Regions from separate parts of the Zea mays genome. Here region 2 is linked to region 1. The links are chromatin contacts, called in public Hi-C maps. All regions are on one chromosome and are shown on one strand. The core of a region is the stretch at or near the end of the contact, and the rest is flanking DNA. Distances in the headings are between cores, read along the strand shown. Region 1 holds the start of LOC100283408. Region 2 holds the start of LOC100191922 (3-hydroxy-3-methylglutaryl-coenzyme A reductase 2).

What was found. Hi-C and Micro-C count contacts between places; a contact is called where the count stands out from the background.
Region 2: a contact with region 1 is called in a Hi-C map of ear, with 3 times the contacts expected there. The contact joins the promoter of LOC100191922 here to the promoter of LOC100283408 in region 1. A contact is called at or near these places in 2 of 25 Hi-C or Micro-C datasets (ear and tassel).

Annotation. Positions count from the first base shown.
Region 1 is chr2:195,304,784-195,311,323 of Zm-B73-REFERENCE-NAM-5.0, reverse strand. It overlaps LOC100283408, which reads left to right and starts at 2,357. Exons shown (of 6, transcript NM_001156309.2): 1 at 2,357-2,455; 2 at 2,721-3,339; 3 at 4,116-4,168; 4 at 4,831-4,962; 5 at 5,195-5,356; 6 at 5,554-6,160. The coding sequence starts at 2,820. The coding sequence ends at 5,823.
Region 2 is chr2:195,624,344-195,630,883 of Zm-B73-REFERENCE-NAM-5.0, reverse strand. It overlaps LOC100191922 (3-hydroxy-3-methylglutaryl-coenzyme A reductase 2), which reads right to left and starts at 3,989. Exons shown (of 4, transcript NM_001137346.1): 1 at 2,986-3,989; 2 at 2,542-2,723; 3 at 978-1,324; 4 at 1-368. The coding sequence starts at 3,920. The coding sequence ends at 111.

The DNA.
Region 1 (6,540 bases), core at 1,108-3,607:
CTTGGGCCTTTCGTGAGGTCTTTTACTCTTCCAGTGGACCCGGGGATATCTGTCCCCCACAATTATCTAGTAGAAGTGAATTTATCTGGCTAACACTGTTTGACAAATAATGTGTTAAGTGATTTATGAGGGGTTGGAGAGTAGGGAGCAGATTGAAAGCGGCGGGAAGCATATTTTTTGACTCTCACTCTCTACTACAAATTGGTGACTAGATTCACTACACTCCCACCATGGAGTTACTTTTTTGTCGTTTGGCTGCACGAGACTGATTCTTGCTAGGAGTGGAGGTGTGGAAGACCTGACAAATGTCTTTTCCTAGGATTTACGTATATTTTTCCTCTGGCATAAGCTTCAACGGAATGGAAGCAATAATCAGTAATATTAACATACTATTAAGAACAATTATATTTCTATCGCAAGGTTTATACCCAAAATATTCCGTGCCGCCAGCTACAAATCTTGGTCTCACGCACCTCCACTTTGTTTGGGCTTTCTCCCCAATTTTTTTTTAAAAAAACTTCGCATGGAATTAGCACGTCCGGACGGCAAAACAAGGCGCATGCTAAATCACAAATTGCATGACAAGAGGTGATCAGATGAAAGAAGCCAAGCGAGAGCGATAAGGACGATGCAGGCGACACGTGCTGGACAAGTTCAAGTTAAAAGTGTCCAGTGGCGGTATAACAATAAATAAAAAGGTGGAAAGACTTTATTCGGTTTTGCAGGCTGATTCTTGGCATGCACTCAATCTCTCAAGAGCGTAGCTGCGTAGGGCTCTCGTCTTCTCTAGTGCAAGTGCATCATTTCCATCTCACAGTTTCTAAAAGCTAATTATTAATTAATTTATTTATTTTAAAGTTGTCTGCAATTATTTCAGAGGACCACGCATAAACGGGAGAAACTCACGCGAACGCATGCTTTGCCGTGAAGGACCAAGCAGGGCCCCGCGCGGGACGGGAAAAAAAGGCTCAGATTTTAGCGTGGGGTCCGCGCGTTCGTTCTAGTGCATACATACATGCTGTTTTATGTCAAAATCGCTTGGAATAAAAATGACATTTTTGTTAGGATGCCGTGTCCGGTTTCTATTCCGTCTCTGCACCAAATCCGATTTTGCTGACTGGGTTCGGTGGTTCTGGTGCCGACTTTTTGATGTTTTGTGTCACCTAACAGAAAACAAAGTCCCCGGCAACAGAATTTCCTGGTGCAGAGTACCGAATCCCGTGAAATCTGTGAATTAAAATCAAATCTTCATCTAGCCCGTAAGTAGGTCCAATTAGTGCTGTATTAAATTGAAGGCTCGCGAATGGCCGGGGCACATGTGTGAAATCTCACGAGAATTTGTTAAGTAGGATAGTACAATTTTGCTAGATGCTTTGAAATCTCTATCAATGATAACGAACGTTAACAAAGTCTTTTAGTCTCATACAAGTTAGAATAGCCTAGAATTAAAAATCCAATAAAACCTACAAACCAAGCTTTAGACACATGGGTAACTATTTTCCATACACTTAACTTTTTTTAAAAAAAATGTCCAACATCAATCCAGATGTTTTAAAATCTCTAATCTTTTTGCATAACATATAAAAAATATTTGCAAGAGAAATCATTTTTTTCGTAAATGTTGTAACGTCAAACTAAAAACAATTGCCAAATATAAAATAAAGCTTAGTGCATAAAAAATATCCTGAATTCTAATATGTGCACGCATTAAAAAGATACTGTTTGCTAGCGATAGCCCACACAAAATTTTCATTTAAAATAGGTTTAAGTTTAGCATGATTGAGAATTTCAAATTCCCTTTGGCATGAGCTCTAGACTTTGGTCAAACGAAAACAAGGTCCTTTAATTTTGTTTTCCGATTTTGCATGCCAGTTGTCATGTGGCTGGAAATGGTCATGGTTAGGTCCATGTGCACAGTGTAAAACACAGACGTGCAAAAGATTAAAAAAATAATATGCAGGAGCAGATAAAGCCAAAAGCATAGGAGGCCGCAAACTAAATAAAATAAGCATAGGGGGTCAAATAAGGTAGACCCTTACCAATGCAATCCTGACGTGCTTCACTTACCCGCCTAATTTTCTTTTTATTCCCGGCTAAAACCATTTTCTTTTCACAAAAGATTACGTGCCAACTTCCAAGAGGAGAGCTCGGAAAAGGAAAAGAAACGAAAGAAAGGAAAATCGAGGTAGAAGAAGGCTATGTGATGTGAGGGGAAATTACGTGAGATATAAGCCAAATCCATTGAATTCTATCGTTAGCTGGCTGCTTGAGCTGAGTTCTTTGATTGGCCTCCGGTGAGTGGTGACTCTTGAGCTCCGCCGCTTAACCTGCCAGTGTGCGAGCTCTGCGTCTTGCTATCCCTGACTATTTTCCTGCCTTCTGTCTCCATTTTCCTAGTGCTATACTAATTTCTGAAGACCTCCTGGAGGAATTCTCTGCTTCATTTCTCGAGCGGGTAATCTCTAATTTATCTGCTTTATTTGCCAAATCCTTACCTTCTTCATTCTTTTCTCTCTCTCTCTGTCTTTTTTTACTGTGATTTACGGCTTATATTCCTTCCATCTCTCCTCGTTTCTTCCCCGCCGTTACACAGGTTGCCGCCACCCTACGCTGTAAAACTTGATCTGTTCATGTCAATTTTTCCAGCTTTGATCAGCGGGGGTTTATGGTTTTTGCAGCTCTTACCCGCTTCGCCGGTTGTCCGATTTGCTGTGAAGCAGGAGAGCGGCCGCCTTCAGTCAAGGAAAATCGCTGAAGACAGCCGCAGATTGCCAGATTCGTAGTTCCGCTTCTGCTTCGGCGCACCTGTTCGGTGTGGAATGATGGAGGTGAGCCCGTCTCCGGAGCAAGGAGTGATGGCGGGAAGGGAGCCGTTCGGGCTGCCGAAGACCCCGGCAACGCCGCCGTCCTCCGGGGGCACGCAGGGCCTGCGCATGGCGTACACGACGGACGGCACCGCCATCTTCACCCCGGTGAGCTCCGTGCCGCCCGCGACGGCGACATACCAGCCCGTGGGCGGCAGCGCCGCGTCTGCTTCAAGCTTGGCTGGCGTAGGAGGCAATGGTGGCGCGCCCGTGCACTCGGGTGGCGCGGGTGAGCCGGGGACCAAGAAAAAGCGTGGCCGGCCAAGAAAGTACGGCCCCGACGGCTCCATGTCGCTGGCATTGGTGCCCGCATCCATGGCTGGGGAGCCGGCGCCGGCGGCTCTTGGAGCTTCCGGTCCTTTCTCGCCTAACGGCCCGAAGGCGCCGAACACTGCGCCGTCAGCGTCGCCGGACGGCGCGAAGAAGCGGGGCCGGCCGAAGGGCTCCACCAACAAGAAGCACGTGGCTGCGCTCGGTAATATTGGTGCACCCTCATCATCCGAGACCGCATTTTTTTTGTTGCTTTCTTATTTTATGATGAAACTCAAGAACGGGGAGGGGCAGTTTTATTCTTGTTTAATTTCTTGTATTTTCTGTCACAACGAATTATAAAATACGGCCTGGAGTCCAGATTTGCTCAGAATTGCTGGTTGGCTTTCGATCAGATCTGAGCTGATGGACTGCAAGAGTGGTGTCAGTAAATTAGTACTTTTACAGCCTTCTTTAAGAAAGAAGGAACCTCTTCTTTACTTTGCATCTATAGGATAGGCCATTTTAATTGAATCATTCTGCAATTTCTGTCGGAATGTCTAGCTTAAGCATGCTTAGGGCATGCTTGTTTTAGCTTATAGATTATATAATCTAGATAGATTATAATCTATATGTAGCTGTTTGGTAGTCTAGATTATACAAATGCAGATTATTTACAAAGACTACAGTACCCTTGTTTGTTTATTTGAGGTGAGAAAACAATGATGTCATATATTGTAATTTCTATTTACATAAGTCTTTTGCTAAAAATAATATTAAATAAGCTATTCTTGAGGAGATTATGAGATTATCATAATCTGAGCTTTAGATTATATAATCTGAACTCATAATCTAGTTGTTTATTTACCTGCTGTATTATTTACGCTGAATTATATAATCTATAGAGATTATAATCCGAAACAAACTGAGCCTCAGTGTTGGCTGTTACATTATTCAAGTACGAGATACTCCAATCCGTTTAATCGAGCATATGTTTTGCAGGGCCAGCGGGGGCAGGTTTTACGCCTCATCTTATTTTTGTAAAAGCCGGAGAGGTACAGTTAATCCTGGATTCTTTTTCATATATGTGCATGCCACTTGTCAGTAAATTATTCAGTTTATTTTTTTGTTAAATGAAGTAAGGTCTGCCTTAAGCTATTAATTGTAGTGCATTAGTGGCGCCTCTGCCGTTACTGAATTTTAAGGCTTACCTTGAGCACTTTACTAAAGCAGGACATATGATATTCTGGTCCATTGAATATGTGAGAAAAATGCAGTCATATGCCCGGCTTCCATACTTGCAGAACTTGAATGCTAAGTCTCTCACCCGGTATTGAGGCTTAAAGCTTAACTCCATATAATTTACGGGATGCTAAGTTAGTAGAGAGCCAATACAGTATTAGGCCTAGTTTGACAACATCATTTTTACAATGAATTTTCATTTTTACACGGGAAATTAGTTCATTTCTCCGGCCTGGTCACGACTCACTAGCTTCAGCTTCATTATCAGCTCCATCACCCATCTGTCTGTTATTTCCCCAAAAGTACCAGCATTCATCATGATTAGGCTTGTTATCTTTTAAACTAGAGATTGTATTTTATGACTTGTAACAGTTCTTTTGTAGCCAGATTGCGGGTAGACGTGAGTCTACTGTAGCAGGTGCTGGTAATCAGAGGTTCACTGCTGTAACTGGCTTGAACTTTGTTTGCTTTCCAGGACGTATCGGCAAAGATCATGTCGTTCTCGCAGCACGGGACACGCGCGGTCTGCATCCTTTCAGCAAACGGCGCCATATCAAATGTGACGCTTCGGCAATCTGCCACTTCGGGTGGAACGGTGACATACGAGGTTCGTATTTTGAATGCCACAAGTTATGAGTATCGAGTACACTTTGATACAGATAGTCAGCTCGAGTACTTTACTGCCAGGTACACTGGTACAGCGATTCAGAAGAGTGACCTTACTGATGTCTATTGTCTATACCGCGAGTCATCACTGTCGCTGGTATTTGTACTGCGCAGTCGGTGTAGGTGACGACGAATGAAAACTGAAATCTTGGTCTCCTGAATACCTGAAACAGGGTCGTTTCGAGATACTGTCTCTGTCCGGGTCGTTTCTTCTGTCAGAGAACGGTGGCCAGCGCAGTCGAACTGGTGGGCTCAGCGTTTCGCTAGCAGGCCCCGACGGCCGTGTCCTGGGTGGCTGTGTTGCCGGACTCCTGACGGCTGCTTCACCGGTACAGGTCTGCTGTCGTCCTCTGGATCCTGCTGGCTGAAAAAATCTGTACCTTCCTGGTTCATTCATTTCGTCGTGGTAGCATAAATTACAGAGCGTTGTCGGTCGTCGACTGTATCTCCAGATTTCCTTTCGACGCCACTCAATTGCCTTCCTCCGACTGCACTGTGATCAGTGACCACCATTGTTATCTGTACTGTGCAGATCGTAGTGGGGAGCTTCGACGCCGGTGGAAAGAAGCAGCCGAAGCAGCAGCAGCAGCAGCAGCTTGCTCCGTCACCGGCGCCACTAAATCTCGCGCCGACGGGCGTGGCGGCAGGGCCGAGCAGCCCGCCGTCCAGAGGCACATTGAGCCTAAGCGAGTCGTCCAGTGGCGCCCCGCCGAGCCCGCCGCACGCAGGGGCCAGCGGTGGCCATGGGCAGCAGCAGCAGCAGCCACAGCCAGGTGGCTTCTCCGGTCTGTTCTGGAAATGACGAGACCCCCGGACACCGTCTGACCGTGGTAGAACTGGCAGAAAGGACTAAAGGCGCGTGAGGCACTCGTCGAGGCCGAAGCTCACTCGGTGAGAAGCAGCGGTAGCTTGTAGGTGGTGTCAAGACTGTGTAGCTCTTGCTGTTGCTGTAGGTGTAAATCGTGCGTTGTGATTGTGAGGTGGTTGCTTATTGTCTGTCGTCTGGAATGGATGCCGTGTACTGAACCTGTGCCCCCAATGCAGCATGTCGGAAGTTCTTGGTTTCTTCTGCTTGGGTGCATCGGCTTGCCGCACGATATGCATCCATGCCCATAATAATACGTGTATAGATCCACCTTGTTGTGAAGGTCACACACAACTCACAATGCAAACTTGTCTGAAAAGATTGATACAAAATGGCAAATTTTCGCGCTGCTGCTGGAGCTGCGCGGCGGCAGCCGCACGCCTCGTGGCGCGGAACTCTGGGAGCCGCTGCTCGTCTCAGTCGCACGAGAGTGGACACCGAAGACACGATTTGCGTCACAACAGCGGGAAAGCAGGGTCCAGTGTCCAGGAGAGGATTTTTCAGAACGACCATGATGATTTTTTAAAACAGCTATCCATACATCAGACATTAAAATGACTCTTCCATATCTTAGGATTAGTTTAGAAACTTAAATCCCTTCAAGATTAAAGGAGATTTAAGTTTCTAAATTAGCCTGTAATATATTTACAAATA
Region 2 (6,540 bases), core at 2,740-5,239, 320 kb before region 1:
CCAGAAGGGTTTTTTTCCCTTTCCACCCGAGCATGCCGCAAGGAATCATCCTGTGGGACCCTTTTCGCTCCGTTCTCCCAAAGGGTTATAAAACAACAACTTGATATTATTCAACATTTCTTGGGTTTGTCTGTTTCCTCTGCAAGGGCCTTGCTGGACCTGTTGTATTTCATGTGGCTCTGGACCAGATGGCCAGCGGCCTGCGCAGAGATGAGGGACAGCTCCGCGGCTAGGACCGCACCGGCAACCACCGTGGCCAAGAGCCGCGCGTTGGACCCTGGGGATTCCCTGTTAGCACCTTTGACGCCAAGCAGGTCCAAGCAGGCAGATTGTGAGGCCAGCTGCGTGCCTCCACCAACTGTGCCAACCTGTGTTTGGGTTAGGACAACACCTCATCAGTTATAGCTTAATGCATGGCCATAAGATAATGACACTAGCAAACAATCTTCTGCAAGTGTTTGGCATAGACCGATGCCATTCCAGATGCCATCTCAACAATAACAAGCAGAAAACTACAAGATTAAATACTAATCAAACAGATATGGACTGCTATCGCCAGCGCCTGCTGATTATGAAAACAAGAACCAACAACTGTTAGATATTTTTTTATATGCAAATCAGATCAAGTAGGAAACAGACCCCATCCATTATTCTGATGAAGATCATAAAAGCATAGCTAGAATTCTAAACTGTACAATGATTTCATTATCAAATTCCTAGGTTCCATGTATATTTAGACCTCAATGAAGGGTCGTGCTAGCTCGGAGCAAATAGTGTTACCATGAGAATACCCACATATTAAAACAAGACAGTTATCAATATATCTATTGTAATTACTAATTAACTATTTTAAGTGGGGTGTAATACATAATGGTTTCAATCAATCACTATGCCTTAAAAAAATCATGGACGCCAAATTATTAGGGACCATAAATCCGGCGAATAGTAAAACATCATCAACATAGGATGTTTCAAACCTCAATAGATGGCATAGTAACGGAGACGTGCAGATCTTTGCCATCATTTATAGCTTCCAACATGGTGATACACTGGGAACTCTCCACGTTCTGTGCAGGGTCCTGACCAGTGGCAATGAAGATGGCCGCCACAATGTTACTTGCATGGGCATTGAAACCCCCAAGAGCGCCAGCAACAGCTGAACCAGCGAGGTTCTTGATCACGTTCAATTCTACAAGAGCCTGAACATTTGTTTTGAGAACCTTTTTCACAACTTCTTCCTTGATTACTGCCTCACAAACCACCGACTTCCCACGGCCATCAATCCAGTTCACAGCAGCTGACTTCTTGTCAGAACAGAAGTTACCTATTTTGATAAAGACTATATTACTTAAGGAAACACAAGGCATCAAAGATACATGGGAAGAGATCATTTTTCGGGTTCTAATAAAGATTCCACCACAAAAACTGCACTTTATGTTCATCCTATCCCTCTCATATCATTGATAAATGGTTATTTTACACTTTGCTAGGCCACTTCGTTACTGTGATGTTGGAAATCAGCTCACTGCTGTTACTTATGCTATGGGCAAGATATGAGTTGACACTTGACATAGCATTTCAAAACACTATACTAGTATAATGCAGTGGTTGTGTGTGTGTGTGTGCGCGCGCGCGTGTGGGTGTGTGTGTGTGTGAATTCTCCATGTAAGTACTAGTACTTCAAATGTTCATCGCATACAGGAGGAGCCGACCAGAAAGGCGCAACTGCATAAGTGTGCAACTGAATTACTGAAGTCAATATCTGCTACCGGGGTCATGCCTAGATTGTTTCCAGTCTATCTGAGTTAGAAAAATGACTTTCGCAAATATGTCCATCTAGGTTTGTTCCAAGTCAAACTTTTATTTAACCTTTGTACTATCATGACCTGTTTGGGATCTCTGTTTCTCAAAACAGCAGTTTATAATATCATAGTTTATTGTATGTCATGGCATAACTGTAGTATATTTTACATCAGTCCAACCCAACATCTGTTTGGAGACAAAATATTTTAGTTGTAGTGTAGGAGAAGAGAAGACTGCAGCTATATGCAAGCCAAAAGCTTTGGTCCGACCAAAGCTTTCTTGACTCCAAAAATACTGTGGTATTGGTAAAACCATGGTTTAAAATACAGAGTTGTTAGATATGCTCCCAAACGCCTTTTTGGTCTAAAATACCATGGTATTGTTTTGGGACTAAGAAAATATTGTGTCCCCAAACAGGCCCTCAATATTTAAAATACTTTATAGATTTCCAACATAAAGGTAAGCATATTAGACTGATTATGAACAGTGTTTTCATCATAAACTATACCTCTTTCCATTTAAGATATTGTATTTCACTGATATTGCTAATAGTCATAGAGTCATATTAGAGACCGCGTCAATGACTGAATGGACTTATATTTCTGATCAAAGGAAGTATAATCAGAAAGAATTTTCTACCTGGTTCCTGAATGTGCTTATCTCGCAGAAACAATCGGATGCACAACAAAGCAGATTAAATTCACAAATACAGTTTAAGAATTTATAACATGGGAAAACCTGATATGCTGATGACATCCATGTCAGGGAAGTCGGCCTGGAGGTAGTCCAGCACGTTCTGCACACCCTTGGAGACCATGTTCATCCCCATGGCATCCCCTGTGCTGCAGCTGAACCTCATGTACAAGTTCCTTCCTGCAATCGCACACTTCACTCCCTGCAGCCTTCCAAATCTGCTCGATCTGCACAAATATTTCCCAAACCAGGTCGGTCATCACATAATCCCACCATCAACCCTCAAGTTCAAAAAGTGGGCAACCGTACAGGCAATTTATGGATTAAAAAAAGTGACTGATGACAACTGCTACTGCTTTGATGGAGATGGATGCACATAGACGTGTCGTCAAGCCCAAGAGACGCGCTAGCCTAATGGTAATCGTTGAGCGCGTGGAGCATGGGTCGAAAGGGACAACGTGACGTTGATTTGGAATCTAGCGTTCTTACCTGTTAAACACCACGGCCAGGGTGTCAAAGTTCGCTGGGTCCTCCAAGAAGGCCTTGAGCTCAGCGGCGCGGCGTGCAGACGGGAACCGGACGACCGGGGCTCGCGTCATCCCGTCCCTGAAAACGACGCTGGAGGCACCACCGGACTCGGCAATGGCCTTGCATCCGCGGTTCGTGCTGGCGACGAGGCAGCCCTCGGTGGTGGCCATCGGTACGTAGAGGCGGCGCCCGTCGAGCAGGAGCGGTCCGGCGACGCCCACGGGAAGCTGCACGTACCCGACCGGCAGCTCGCAGCATTGGCCCAGGATGGACGCGTAGTCGAACCCGTCGAGCGGGAGCCCGTCCATATCCCTTCCGGTGATCCGGCGCAGCGCCTCCCTCCTGATCCCGGCGGCCCGGCGGCAATCTCCCAGCCTAGACTCCAGCACGTAGGACGGGATCTTCCCTGCCACAACCGCGGCCACGATCTCCTCGTCCTCCTCCGGCATTTTCTCCGTCGCGGCGGCGGGGCTCCCCAGCAGCGCACACGGGGTCTGCGCAGGCGTCGGCGGCGCCCGCGCCCGCGCGTGGCGGGAGTCGACGATGAAGTCCTCGTCGTCGTCGCTGCTGGAGACGACGGACTGCACGAAGGCGATCCCGAAGAAGCTGAGGAGGTAGATGAGCGACGCGACGAGGCCGCAGATGGCGAAGATCTCGGCGGGGGAGACCACGTGGAGCGGCGTGGAGGCGCGGATCTTCCCCCGCCACCGACGCATCAGGTACACCAGCGACGCGGCGAACAGCGCCGAGAAGATGAGGTTCGTGTGCCGGATCGGCAGCGGTAGCGCATCACCCGCCTGCACACGCACCCGCTCCCCCTCGGCCCCGGTCGCCTGCTGGCGCCTAGGGACGCTCCCGTGCGGCGGTGGAACCCTGCGGCGGACATCCATATCCATAGGGCGGACGAGGCAGCGGTGGGCTCGCTCGTCGGCGCTCAACCGCGCGGCGGAGCGGCGAGGAGGACGGGGGTTTGGGGATTTGATTTGGGGCCGGGCGCTCTCATATAGCTTCGCCGCCGCTACCCTTGAACTCAGCGGAATCGTTGACAGGCTGGGCCTACCATGGTTCGTTGGGCCCCGGTCGTGCCTGGCCTCTCCCGGGCCGCTACTGCTACAGTTTGACGGTTTCGTATGGTTTCTGCAGTTTGGATGGTCTGTCTGGAGTCCGGACTCAGGACTCTGGACAGGACAGGTATACGCCTAGATGGTGTCCACTTTGCAGCCCTACGTTTCTTCGTTTCTGCTACAATAGTATACACCTCTAGTGCCATGTCACGTACGCTCGCTAAGTGGGGGCGGATTTGGGCCCGGGCCTCCTGGCCCCGTGACCCAGGGCGCAGCCTAAAAGTTCTCTTCAGCCAAAAAATCTTGTTTAAAATAAATTTCAGTCCAAAAATGTAGTCTAAAAGACATCCTGCTTGCAGCGATTGAGCCTAGCGCTAGCGACCTCCCTCTATCGCTCGAGTCACGAGAACACACTCTTTCAATTATTTCGCAAATCTGCGTGGTTGCGCTTCCTATATTGCTAGCGGCATGACCGCCTCCCTCTAGTCCTCTATCATTCTCCACGCCTTTGGGATCCACAGATCCGGCAATGGCATAAGGCAGCAACCTTCGAGGCGACCGGGCGGGCTCTGACTTAGGCATCTGCCACCGCTAGTCCGACATCTGCCTCCGCCAGTCCGCCTCCAGCCTCCCTGCGACCCTGCAGCAGCGACGCGCGCGCGACCTGCACTGGCATCACGCCACCGCCCATACAAATCTGCCCCTACCATTACATCTTCTCCCAAGCTATACAACTTCCTCAATCTGATTCCCTTTTTTCTTATTCATAGGCAAGGGCGGAGTGCCTCCTGGCCAATGGACAGTGACTGTCTGCTACAATGTACCCGTGATTCTCCCCTATTGTAAGTAATTGTTCCCAAATGTTCGATCCACATTCCCTACCTGTCATAGTTCCACTGGATTGATTTAAATGTTACTACCCTGTTCTTAAATAGTTATCGTCTCCTAGTTCATTTTTGAACTAAATTGTGAAAATGAAAAGACGGAGTAGTACATCATTATATTTGTAGAGTGACCTGTGACGTTAATTTTACGGAGCTCCGCCACCGGGCACTAGTCGTCGGTGTCCTCTCGACACATCCTACAATAGTAGTCCAGTTTTGCTGAACAAAATGCCAATCCTGTTTTTTTAAATGTAAAATATATTTTCATATCAAATCCACTAAAAGACATAATATATGGTATTATTTTGTTTGTAAACATAATCAAAACTAAGAAAGCTTGATTTTGGTTTAAATTTGGAATTGCATTTTTCCTACGCGAAGGGACTATGCACGGTTTAACTTTTATTACTATTTTGTCATAAATGACTTAGGTCTCTTTATAACAAATGATCTTTGATGTATCTCCCAAAAAAACTCTTTGTTTTGCATGTTATGTGTTTTTTTGTTCGGTATAGAGTTTAGATATTTTCCTCATTATTTCATTTCATGTATTATTCTCTATATATAGGTAGCATCAATGGCTAATTATTTTACCAATTTATTATACCCCTTAGTACCAAAGAAGAATGTATTTTTAAATAAAGTTTCAACATTTGCGTTATGACACAACCATCATTCCAACTAATGATACCTTACCAAAAACACCCCCTGAAGCATGGAATTCTAGCCAACACCTCCCTTAGAATCCAACATAAACTCCTACTACAGAGTGTAACAGGGTTGGATCATGAGTCTTCATCGACCTTGGCACATGGCCATAACCCCTTTTTTGGCCCTTTTCTAGCCATGGACACCCCACATATTAGTTTCTTGAGGTATCTTTCCCCTTCCAATAGCTAAAGCAACCCCTAGAGAGTAAGGTAGACCCTTTGTGTAGTGAGAAGATTATAGAAGTGGTAATCTTGCAGTTAGCAATCTCATGAATCATAGAGAGAGGCTTGTGTGCATCCAACACCCACATTATGTTTGTCATGTTCAAGTGAGAATTTAGTGCTTGTTACTCTTGGTGATCGACTTCACACTACAGGAAACGACTAAATTTTCGTGGGCCAAAAACCCACGAAAATAAGCCTAAACCGACGAAAATAACCTATTTTCGTCGGCAGACCGACGAAAATAGCCGCCGAAAATAAGTTCGACGAAAATAGGGAATTATTTTCGTCGGTACCGACGAAAACGACTTATTTTCGTCGGCTTCCCCAAGGCCGACGAAAATAGTTGGTCGGCTGACTATTTTCGTCGGCCACTGAGGCCGACGAAAATAGGGACATAATTTTCGTCGGCCCTGGGTGGTGGCCGACGAAAATATCTGGACACGTATTTTCGTCGGCCACCACCCAGGCCGACGAAAATTCATGATACCCCCCAAAAACAGATTGTTCTGCACCTTTTATTAATTCACAGCAAAATAAACATATACACAATCATATATACAGATTTCACAAACAATACAGTTTTCACAAACAACATTCACAAGCAATTACATAATTGTTTCAAACATATTCCAT